Linked DNA regions of Rattus norvegicus: region 2 is linked to region 1. A link is a contact called in public Hi-C data. All regions are on one chromosome and are shown on one strand. The core of a region is the stretch at or near the end of the contact, and the rest is flanking DNA. Distances in the headings are between cores, read along the strand shown.

What was found. Hi-C and Micro-C count contacts between places; a contact is called where the count stands out from the background.
Region 2: a Hi-C map of frontal cortex shows a contact between it and region 1, with 2.1 times the contacts expected there. The contact joins the promoter of Lmbr1 here to the promoter of Ube3c in region 1. A contact is called at or near these places in 3 of 12 Hi-C or Micro-C datasets (the A7r5 cell line, frontal cortex and mammary epithelial cells).

Annotation. Positions count from the first base shown.
Region 1 is chr4:6,423,167-6,428,247 of GRCr8, reverse strand. Ube3c (ubiquitin protein ligase E3C) reads left to right here and starts at 3,403. Exons shown (of 23, transcript NM_001427087.1): 1 at 3,403-3,528. The coding sequence starts at 3,463.
Region 2 is chr4:6,647,226-6,651,991 of GRCr8, reverse strand. Lmbr1 (limb development membrane protein 1) reads right to left here and starts at 2,111. Exons shown (of 17, transcript NM_001191858.2): 1 at 1,899-2,111. The coding sequence starts at 1,964.

The DNA.
Region 1 (5,081 bases), core at 2,154-4,653:
CACATCATGGCACTCACCCTATCTCAAAAACACTAAATAAACTAAAATGTAATACTTTTTTTTAAATTAAAAAAAAGGGGGAGGGGGTTGGGGATTTAGCTCAGTGGTAGAGCGCTTGCCTAGCAAGCGCAAGGCCCTGGGTTCAGTCCCCAGCTCCAAAAATAAAAGAAAAAAAAAAAAAGGGAGGGTGGCTTGTATGGTGGAGTACTTAGAGGCAGTGGATGGAGGATCTCTGTGAGGTCCAGGCAAGCCAGGGCTGTACAGTGAGACCTTATTTCAAAAACAAAAAAATTAAACTGTGCTGGAGACATGGCTCATCAGTTAAGAGTACTTGTTACAGAAGTACTGGGTTCAGTTCCAGATGCTACATGGTAATTCCATTTCCAAGAGATCTGATGCACTATCTGGCACCAAGCCCACATGTAATGCACAGCATACATGCAGGCAAAATATTCATACATATAACATAAATAAATCTTTTCGAAGAAAAAACAAAAAAACATGAAGATAATGTTTTCAATCATGTGCACATGATGATACATGTATAGGTGATATATTTATGTACCTGTATATGTCATGCATACACAATATACATAGCATATATGTATGCAGAACATACACTATATAATATATACTTTGCATGTATATGACATATATGTGAATATAATATATTTTTCATACATGCCATGACATATATTTGTATATATTTATCAAACTATATGTATATGCATACTGCTTTATGCATATGTATACATGTGTATATGCATGCATACATAATATGTATTTGCATTGCTTTGTATGACATATATTTGTATATGTATATGTTATATATGACATAGATTCATTTACATTGTTTTGTATATATTTGTTTGTGCTTATGTATATATAATAGCACGTTTTTATGCATGTGCATACATATATTAGACATGTATGTAAGTGTATAGATATATGACAGGGTATATTTGTGAGTTATGTATATATTTATGATGCATTTATACATTTGGCATGCATTTATATATATTAACTATTCATATATATATAGTGTTGTATTGACTGTTGTGTGTTGGTGTATTTGTACAGAACTGGTATCTTTTTTTTTAATTTTTATTAACTTGAGTGTTTCTTATTTACATTTTAATTATCATTCCCTTTCCAGGTTTCTGGGCCAACATCCCCCTAACCCCTCCCCCCCTCTAGATGGGTGTTCCCCTCCTCATCCTCCCCCTATTCCCGCCCTCCCCCCAAATATCACGTTCACGAGGGTTCAGTCTTGGCAGAACCAAGGGCTTCCCCTTCCACTGGTGCTCTTACTAGGCTGTTCATTGCTACCTATGAGGTCAGAGTCCAGGGTCAGTCCATGTATAGTCTTTAGGTAGTGGCTTAGTCCCTGGAAGTTCTGGTTGCTTGGCATTGTTGTTCATATGGGGTCTCAAGTCCCTTTAAGTTCTTCCATTCCTTTCTCTGATTCCTTCAACGGGGGTCCCGTTCTCAGTTCAGTGGTTTGCTGCTGGCATTCGCCTATGTATTTGCTGTATTCTGGCTGTGTCTCTTAGGAGAGATCTACATCCAGTTCCTGTCAGCCTGCACTTCTTTGCTTCATCCATCTTATCTAGTTTGGTGGCTGTATATGTATGGGCCACATGTGGGGCAGGCTCTGAATGGGTGTTCCTTCTGCCTCTGTTTTAAACTTTGCCTCCCTATTCCCTGCCAAGGGTATTCTTGTTCCCCTTTTAAAGAAAGAGTGAAGCATTCGCATTTTGGTATCCTTCTTGAGTTTCATGTGTTCTGTGCATCTAGGGCAATTCAAGCATTTGGGCTAGTAGCCACTTATCAATGAGTGCATACCATGTGTGTTTTTCTGTGATTGGGTTACCTCACTCAGGATGATATTTTCTAGTTCCATCCATTTGCCTACGAATTTCATAAAGTCATTGTTTTTGATAGCTGAGTAATATTCCATTGTGTAGATGTACCACATTTTCTGTATCCATTCCTCTGTTGAAGGGCATCTGGGTTCTTTCCAGCTTCTGGCTATTATAAATAAGGCTGCTATGAACAGAGTGGAGCATGTGTCTTTGTTATATGTTGGGGCATCTTTTGGGAATATGCCCAAGAGAGGTATAGCTGGGTCCTCAGGCAGTTCAATGTCCAATTTTCTGAGGAACCTCCAGACTGATTTCCAGAATGGTTGAACCAGTCTGCAATCCCACCAACAATGGAGGAGTGTTCCTCTTTCTCCGCATCCTCGCCAGCATTTGCTGTCACCTTAGTTTTTGCTCTTAGCCATTCTCACTGGTGTGAGGTGAAATCTCAGGGTTGTTTTGATTTGCATTTCCCTTATGACTAAAGATGTTGAACATTTCTTGAGGTGTTTCTCAGTCATTTGGCATTCCTCAACTGTGAATTCTTTGTTTAGCTCTGAACTCCATTTTTTAATAGGGTTATTTGTCTTCCTGCGGTCTAACTTCTTGAGTCCTTTTATATTTTGGATATAAGCCCTCTATCTGTTGTAGGATTGGTAAAGATCTTTTCCCAATCTGTTGGTTGCCGTTTTTGTCCTAACCACAGTGTCCTTTGCCTTACAGAAGCTTTGCAGTTTTATGAGATCCCATTTGTCGATCCTTGATCTTAGAGCCATTGGTGTTTTGCAGAACTGGTATCTTAAACGTGTATGTTAGCTATATATCCATGCATATGTTGTGTGGTATAACTTACAGGTGTTGGTGTGTATTTGTGTATCTATGTGTATGGTGTACATTTATGTGTCAAGTGTATGTTCAGAAATACTTTTGTTCGTGTGTAATGTATTATTCTTCTCTGAGTCATGGTGCAAATTCTCTGCATTAGTAACCTGTTCCCCCTCACATCTAGTTGGACGGTGGGTGTGGCCTCTTCTGCAGGTTTCCTGTCTCCAGTAATGCAATGCGCGTGACCCCGACGGCGTCAATGGCGGGGGCGGGGGGGTGGGAGTGGTGGAAATCGGCTGGCGGCATGACGCACGCGCGGAAGAGAGGTGCGCCCGGCGGAGCCGCGCACGCAGGCAAGCACAAGGGCTGCCGGGAGGAGCACTGTGTTATTGATGATGACGCCAAAGCCGGCGCCGGCGCTCGCAGTGGCTGCTGGGAGGAGCGCTGCGCCGTCGATGACCGGACCGCGCGCGTTCACGGGACCGCGCGCGCAGTGCGGGCGGTCACCATCTTGGTTCCGACGGCAACGCGGTGCAGGCTCGAGTCGGAGCGCCCCTCGCTCGGCGGCGGCGCGCCGTGGATTAAGCAGCGTGGACAGGCCGGCCTCCAGCGTCGCCGCGCTCGCGCCCGCGTGCAGGGCGGAGAGCGCTGAGCCGCAGGCGGGGCGGCGCGGGACAGCGAGGCCGCGACCCTGCCGGGCCCCGCCCAGCCCGCCGGGCCCGCCCCCGGCCGCTCTGTCGCCTGCCGGGCCGCGCAGATGGGATAGGCGGCGAAGATGTTCAGCTTCGAAGGCGACTTCAAGACAAGGCCCAAGGTGTCTCTCGGTGGCGCGAGCAGGAAGGTGAGGCAGTGCGGCCCGAGGTGTTAACCGAACCCGGGCCTGTCAGCACCCGGGCGGCGCTGCTCCGCAGTTCACTGGAGCGAGCTCCGGTCGGGTGCGGCTGCTGTGCAGTCCTGACAGGTCTGTGAGGAGGCGCCAGAGGAGCGCTGTCGAGCCTCGAACTGAGTGGCTGGGTCATTCATTGCGGCCTCGCCGCGCCTGCCCAAGGGCCGCAGTTTTGCCCTGGAAACACGTGCACCGGCAGTCTGTGGCTGGGGCGTTACACGGTTAGCTCTCCAGCAGTGCGAGGCAGGTACTCCCCCCTACCCTCGCTTTAAGAGCTCTTTACAAGTTATAAACTTGATATGCCCGCTCCTCACAAGCTTGGAGTTCCCTGCCCTCAAGAACAGCTTAGAGAAGAGTCCTTCATGTCTGTGAAGTGGGAGGGGACAGGTAGGACAAGGTCTTTGTAGCCTGCGTCTCGCTTTAGTCTGCTATACTCGGAGCAAGCAATACAGAGTTGTGCCTGCCTGGGGCCTGGGTCTCTTCTGGATCTTTCCCTTGTGAAGGTTTTGACACTGCTCGGCTTTCTGGGACAGTCTGAAGGATGAGGGCAACCGGCCGTAATGCTGTAGGCAGAGTACCGAATCCAGACAGGATCCCTAGAGTTAAAACGATTTTTTTTCTTTTAGGCAACATTTTAAAGCTTTATTTTAAAAAAAATTATACGTATGAGTGTTTGTCTGCATGTAACTATGTGCACCACAGGCTTGCTTAGTTCCTGCAGAGGTCAGAAGAGGGTTTCGGATCTCCTGGAATTGGAGTTAAGAACAATTGTGGGTTGGCATGTGGGTAGTAGGAACAATACCCAGACCCTCAGCAAAAGCAGTAAGTGACCTTAACTGCTTAGCCATCTCCCTAGCCCTTTAATGTAAATTTTTGTCTTTTTCCTTTTCCAAATTATTGTATGTGCAAGAGCAGTGCTGCTGGGCCTTTGCTCCAGCCTCATTTTATAAAGGATTTTTATCTGGACACATCCATATGTAAATGATCGCTCCTGATAAAGAATGTTCCTGGCATTCCTATCCACAGTTGTTCTTCACCAAGGAAACTGCTTTTCTGACCTGTTACTACTGATCAGTTTTAACTGTTGAGCTTGGTATAAACTAGGTCAGATGAAGTGGGTGCAGCTTGGTCAGCCTTTGTGCTTTGCTTCTTGAGCTAGATGTTTTCTTTGATAGATTCTCCCATCCCACTGTGTCCCGGTTAGTCAGGACATGAATAAAACACAATTAACCCATTCTGGTTTCCTTGGGTGCTTATTACATGTATCTTGGTGGACGTTGCTTACACATGTGTTCTTCTAGTGCACATTGCCCGTTGCTTCCCTAGCTGATGTGCTTACTACCCTACAACCATCAGAGTCATCAGAGGGCACTGTTGACTCACATCCTGGCCAATAAGTGTTATTGAGAGTCTTTGGAATTTTAGCCACTCTGGTATATTTGAAATCTTTTCCTTCTTGAACTTAGTGGAAAATTGTTTGTTTAGTCTTTTCCTTTTTTAAAGTTAAA
Region 2 (4,766 bases), core at 862-3,361, 230 kb before region 1:
TTTCAATCTTCACCAGAGATGCTTTCTGTGTAGATGACAGTTCAGAGACCCACAACTGCTCAAGGTGGATGTTCAGCCCTAAGTAGGAATTCTGTATCATTCCCCTCTTCCTAGGACTTAAAATAATTGTAGAAAAGGGGGCAGAAAGATTGTAAGAGCCAGAAGCAGTGGATGTCCATACGACACCAGTGTTTTCCAGCTATGATGGGGCAGTTGTATAAATGAACAACACACATGGTGGCTGGAACAATACACACAGAACCTGGGCAAGTTCAACCCAGACAAAAATCTCAGTAAGGAGAAAGGAAGTAGACATGAAGTCCCACCCCCGTCTGAGGAATTATTGACAACTGATACCTGCCAAAAGAGAGTCAGTTTTCTTCTTAAGAGTATGCTACTGATAGATCAACCATAGCCTCCAAGGAATGCCCATACACCGAAGAGTGGAAGTACAGCACATATCTGATTCAAATAGGTTTTTTTTTTTAATGTCATGAAGTTTAGTATATGGGGAGAGGTCTGGGAGGAGTTGGGGAGGAATGAATGTGCTCAAAATACATTGTATGAAATACTCAAAGAATAAAAATAAAAGTTAACCAACTGCACTGTCCTGAACTCTATCAATTCAGATTTTTGCATCTCCTTCTACTCCAATATGACTCGGCAAGCCAGTTCTCAATTTTCAAAATCAGTAACTGCACAAATTGGACTACTGTGAACCAGAATGTGTTTACCTCAAACCAAGGGTGTGACTGAACGGGAAAAGGGAGCTAGATGAGAAATGAATGCAAATATGTAACTTGGACATATTTTGCAGTTATGGGGACACAAACTAATCCATTTATAATAGTATAGGGTATCTGAAAGGCACTCATCAAAGGAGACTTTAGGGAGCCAAGCTGGCTTCCTGGACTATTAGAAGCAGCAAGATGAAGCAGGTCCATCCTTTCCAGAGCAACTGTTTCACAGCATCGTGGGCTCCTGCTCTTGCCCCTCCTAAGAAAGACCTGTCTTCACTCCTCTGGAAGTTTTTAACTCTGTCCTGCCTAGGTGAGAGGCCAGAACCACTGCAGGGCTGGAAGCTTGGGAAGCCAGGCACTGCCTGCACTGCTACACCTGAGCCACAGCCAGCTCAGCCCAGGTACCATGCCAGGGTAAAGGAAAAGAGGCAGTCACCCATCACCCTACACCCTTCCTTAATGAGCAGATGTGGAATAAACTCGGATGAAGATGGTGAAGCAGGTGATAAAGGTACAAATGAGTTGAATGGACAAGTAGGAAGAGTACAGAAGAAATGGGCAAATGTTAAGTGTAGATGACTGGGGAGGGGGGCAGGAAGGGGATGTCGGATAATGGGAAGGGCTGCAAGTGATCGGAGGAGAGCTGAACGCAGGTGACAGGAGGTAGGCACAGGTGACTGGAAGCTGACAGAGATGATAGGAGGGAGCTCAGGGAAAAGAGAAGGGCATAGGACTCAGCGGAAGTGGTGGGTTGCAGGGGGCCGGGGAGGAGGGGCCGCACAGGTATGGGGGAAGGGGAATAAAGGTGACGGGAGAGGGACAGGAAGTGAGGGTGAAGGGAAGAAATATAGGTAAAGACAGGACAGAAAGGAGGGGAGAGAGCGCTGGTAGCGCGAGGGAGACCTATGAGAAGGCAGTAGGGCGACAGGCAAGGAGGTGAAATAGGTGAGGAGATGGGGAGCAGGTGACCAGGTCGCAAGTGACAGAGGACGTAAGTGACGCGTGGCGTCGGAGTGGGTCTGCAGCAGACCCCGTGGGGCGCTGAAAGGCCGGCGTGAAAGAGGGGCTCCGGGAAGAAGCTATGGGACCGTGCTGGTGTGCGCTGCGCTCCTGGGTCCAGCGCGTGGCGCAACACCAGGAAACCGACCGGCCACGCACCGTGGACTCTCGCACTTGGCTGTGGAAGTGCTGCTCCCGCGCCGACACCTCGTCCTGCCCTTCCATCCTCCTTCATGCCCGCCGCAGGGCCGCCCGCGTCCGCGCGCTCCGCCGCACCATTGCCCGCGGCGCCGGGGCTACACAGTCTCTCGTGGCCGGACCGGAACACTACCTAGACCGCAGCAGGCTCAGAAAACGCCGCCTCAGCTCAGAGAGAAGCAGTTCAGAATAAGGGAGGCGGGGAATGGCCACGGCCTGGGCGGGGCTTGAGGTCGGGGCGGGACTTGTGCGTCAATCTGAGAGCGCCGTACGTCAGAGGCGCGCGCCTCTGCGCCTGGGGCGCTGGGCGGACAGTAGCTTGGCGTCACGGGGAGTGGCTGGAGGAATGGGGGTGGAGTTTTTAGGGTCCTGGACTGAAATGGAACTCTGACACGTGCTGGGGTTGGATGAAAATCTCCGTTCTGGGCCTGAAGTGTTGGGGTCTAGCCTTGTTGGCCATTACCCGGGGCTGGGAGTAAGGGCAGGCCGGAGGCTCCAGGCAGAGGGTGAAGGCTAGAGGCGGAAGCCCGGGTGCGGACGGGATTTGGAGAAGTGAGGAGATCCAGGCACAGGTGCATCCGGCCCTCCCTTGCTGGCAGAAGCTTGGACCACCCGCAGGCTCCTTTGCCTTGGTTCACCCTTGCTCTCCGGATCTGGGCTTATAAAGCCCCAGAGGATTTTTACCTACCAGGAGATCTGGAGTGAGACAACGAGACTCAGATCTATGTAAAAAGCAAGAGGTTTATTTTTCCGGCGCGCCAGGATCAACCTTCAGCAATCTCTCAAGCAAGAGACCAGAGGCTATCCTCTAATTTACAAGCACCTTTTACACATTTTTTAAGAGGGCAGGTTACAGTAACAGCAATCATCCTGGGAGGGTACCTTCGTTCCCCAGAGGGTCCGGGTGGGCTTCGGCCAGTACATTTTATGGTTTTTCTGAGAAGTATTTTATCAGAGTTGTTTCTAGGAAATCATCCTGGGTCCAGGGATATGAAACTTTCCCTGGGCTCTAACGCCCTTTCCTGGAACCATCTCAATGTTGCTTAATCTTATCATTCCCTTTTTCTTTCTCCAATCACGGAGCTCTTCTTCCTTGGTAATAAGGCTTTGCTAGCTCATATTCTTCCTCTCCTGATCTTAAGGGACTCATATTGTTGCCATAAAACCATCAGCTGCACAGTACTTATTTTATCTCCCCCCTCCCCGCCCCCGCGCGCGCCCCCTCCGAGTTTGGCTAGCCCTTCCTCTAACCTTGGTCATGGAATCCTTAACTACGCCGGAATGGTCTATGTAAAAGCAACATTCTTCATTGAGGGCAGCACACAGTCTGAGGAACAGTACATCTAACCCTCTTCTATCCTGTAGGACCACTTCGGACAGAGAAGTCAGAGATTCCTGTAGGTGGGAGATCGATCCTCTCAATGTCCAAATCTATGGCAGCCCTGAGGTTCTGTATTGGTGACCTTGTAGCATCAAGGAAGAGGTACCAGTAGCCACACCAGTTGCTCCCAGGCCAAGAGTAATGACACTTGGTAGTGTCTGGCCAGCTACCTGGATTTAGTCAAGTCTACACATAAAATCAGCCATCTGAAGAATGGATGTCTCTTGTCACTCCTCCAATCCATCAGGATGGGGGCAACTGGCTTCTTATGATGCTAGCCCCTTAGCCACTGCTTGTGGACGTTATCTATACATTACCACTTAAGATACCTGGCACATGTCTTTAATCCCAGAACTCGAGAAGCAGAAGCAGGCAGACCTCTGTGAGTTTGAGACAAGCCTGGTCTACAAAGAGAGTTGTAGGATTTTCAAAACTCTCCTCCTTCATTGAAGCAAGGAGAACACAAAGAGAACTTGTCAGTATTCAAAGGTTCACAGCAGTCTAGAGAACATGTATCCAAGAGCATCTTTGCCAGAGATGGAAACCCCATGTATGTCTAATCCACTAATCCACCTAATCCAGGGTAGTGATGAATTCCAAAATACCATACCTAACACACAAACAACAAATAACAAAAGGTGAGTCAGGCTTCCCCCAAATCAAACGCTTGCTCACTGAAGATAGGAAAAGAGAGTTAGCAGAGATACAGGCACAGATGTATTGCTCTAGAAACAGCTATAGGTTCTCACAAGTGTACGAGTTCATCCAGACTGGTACACATGCTTCTCTGCCTGTCTGCTAGCAACAATAAGCAGACTCAGCACCCAGGTCTTTGTTTCTAACACTGATAACAGGCACCAGAAGCACGTGTCATAGAAATGATAGCAATGAGGTCTAGCCACATAGTCAAGCAACACACTTCAGGACTCAGCCTGAGCCAGTTGACTCAAGTCAAAAGGAGTCAGCATTGATGGGAAGTAACCAAGTGACCACTTGAGCAAAGGAGACAACAGGAGACTTATTGACTTTCCTGAGGTACTGTCTTAGTTAGGGTTTCTATTGCTGTAAAGAGACACAATGACCACAGCAACTCTTAGTAAGGAAAACTTTCAACTGGGCTGGTTTACAGGTTCAGAGGTTTAGTCCATTATTCGCAATGCAGGAAGCATGGCATCATGCAGTCAGACATATGCTGGATAAGGAGCCCAGAATTTGACATCTGGACCAGTGAGCACTAGGAAAAGAGGCTTGGCTTTTGAGGCCTGAAATCTCAAAGCCCACCCCAGTGACACATTTCCTCCAATAAGTCCACACCCACTCCAACAAGGCCACACCTCCTAATAATGCCAATCCCTGCAGTCCTATGAGGGTCATTTTCATGGCCAACACATGTAGGCTCAAGTCCATTAGTCATGTTTTGTTTGGTTGGATTTTGTTTTGTCTTGTTT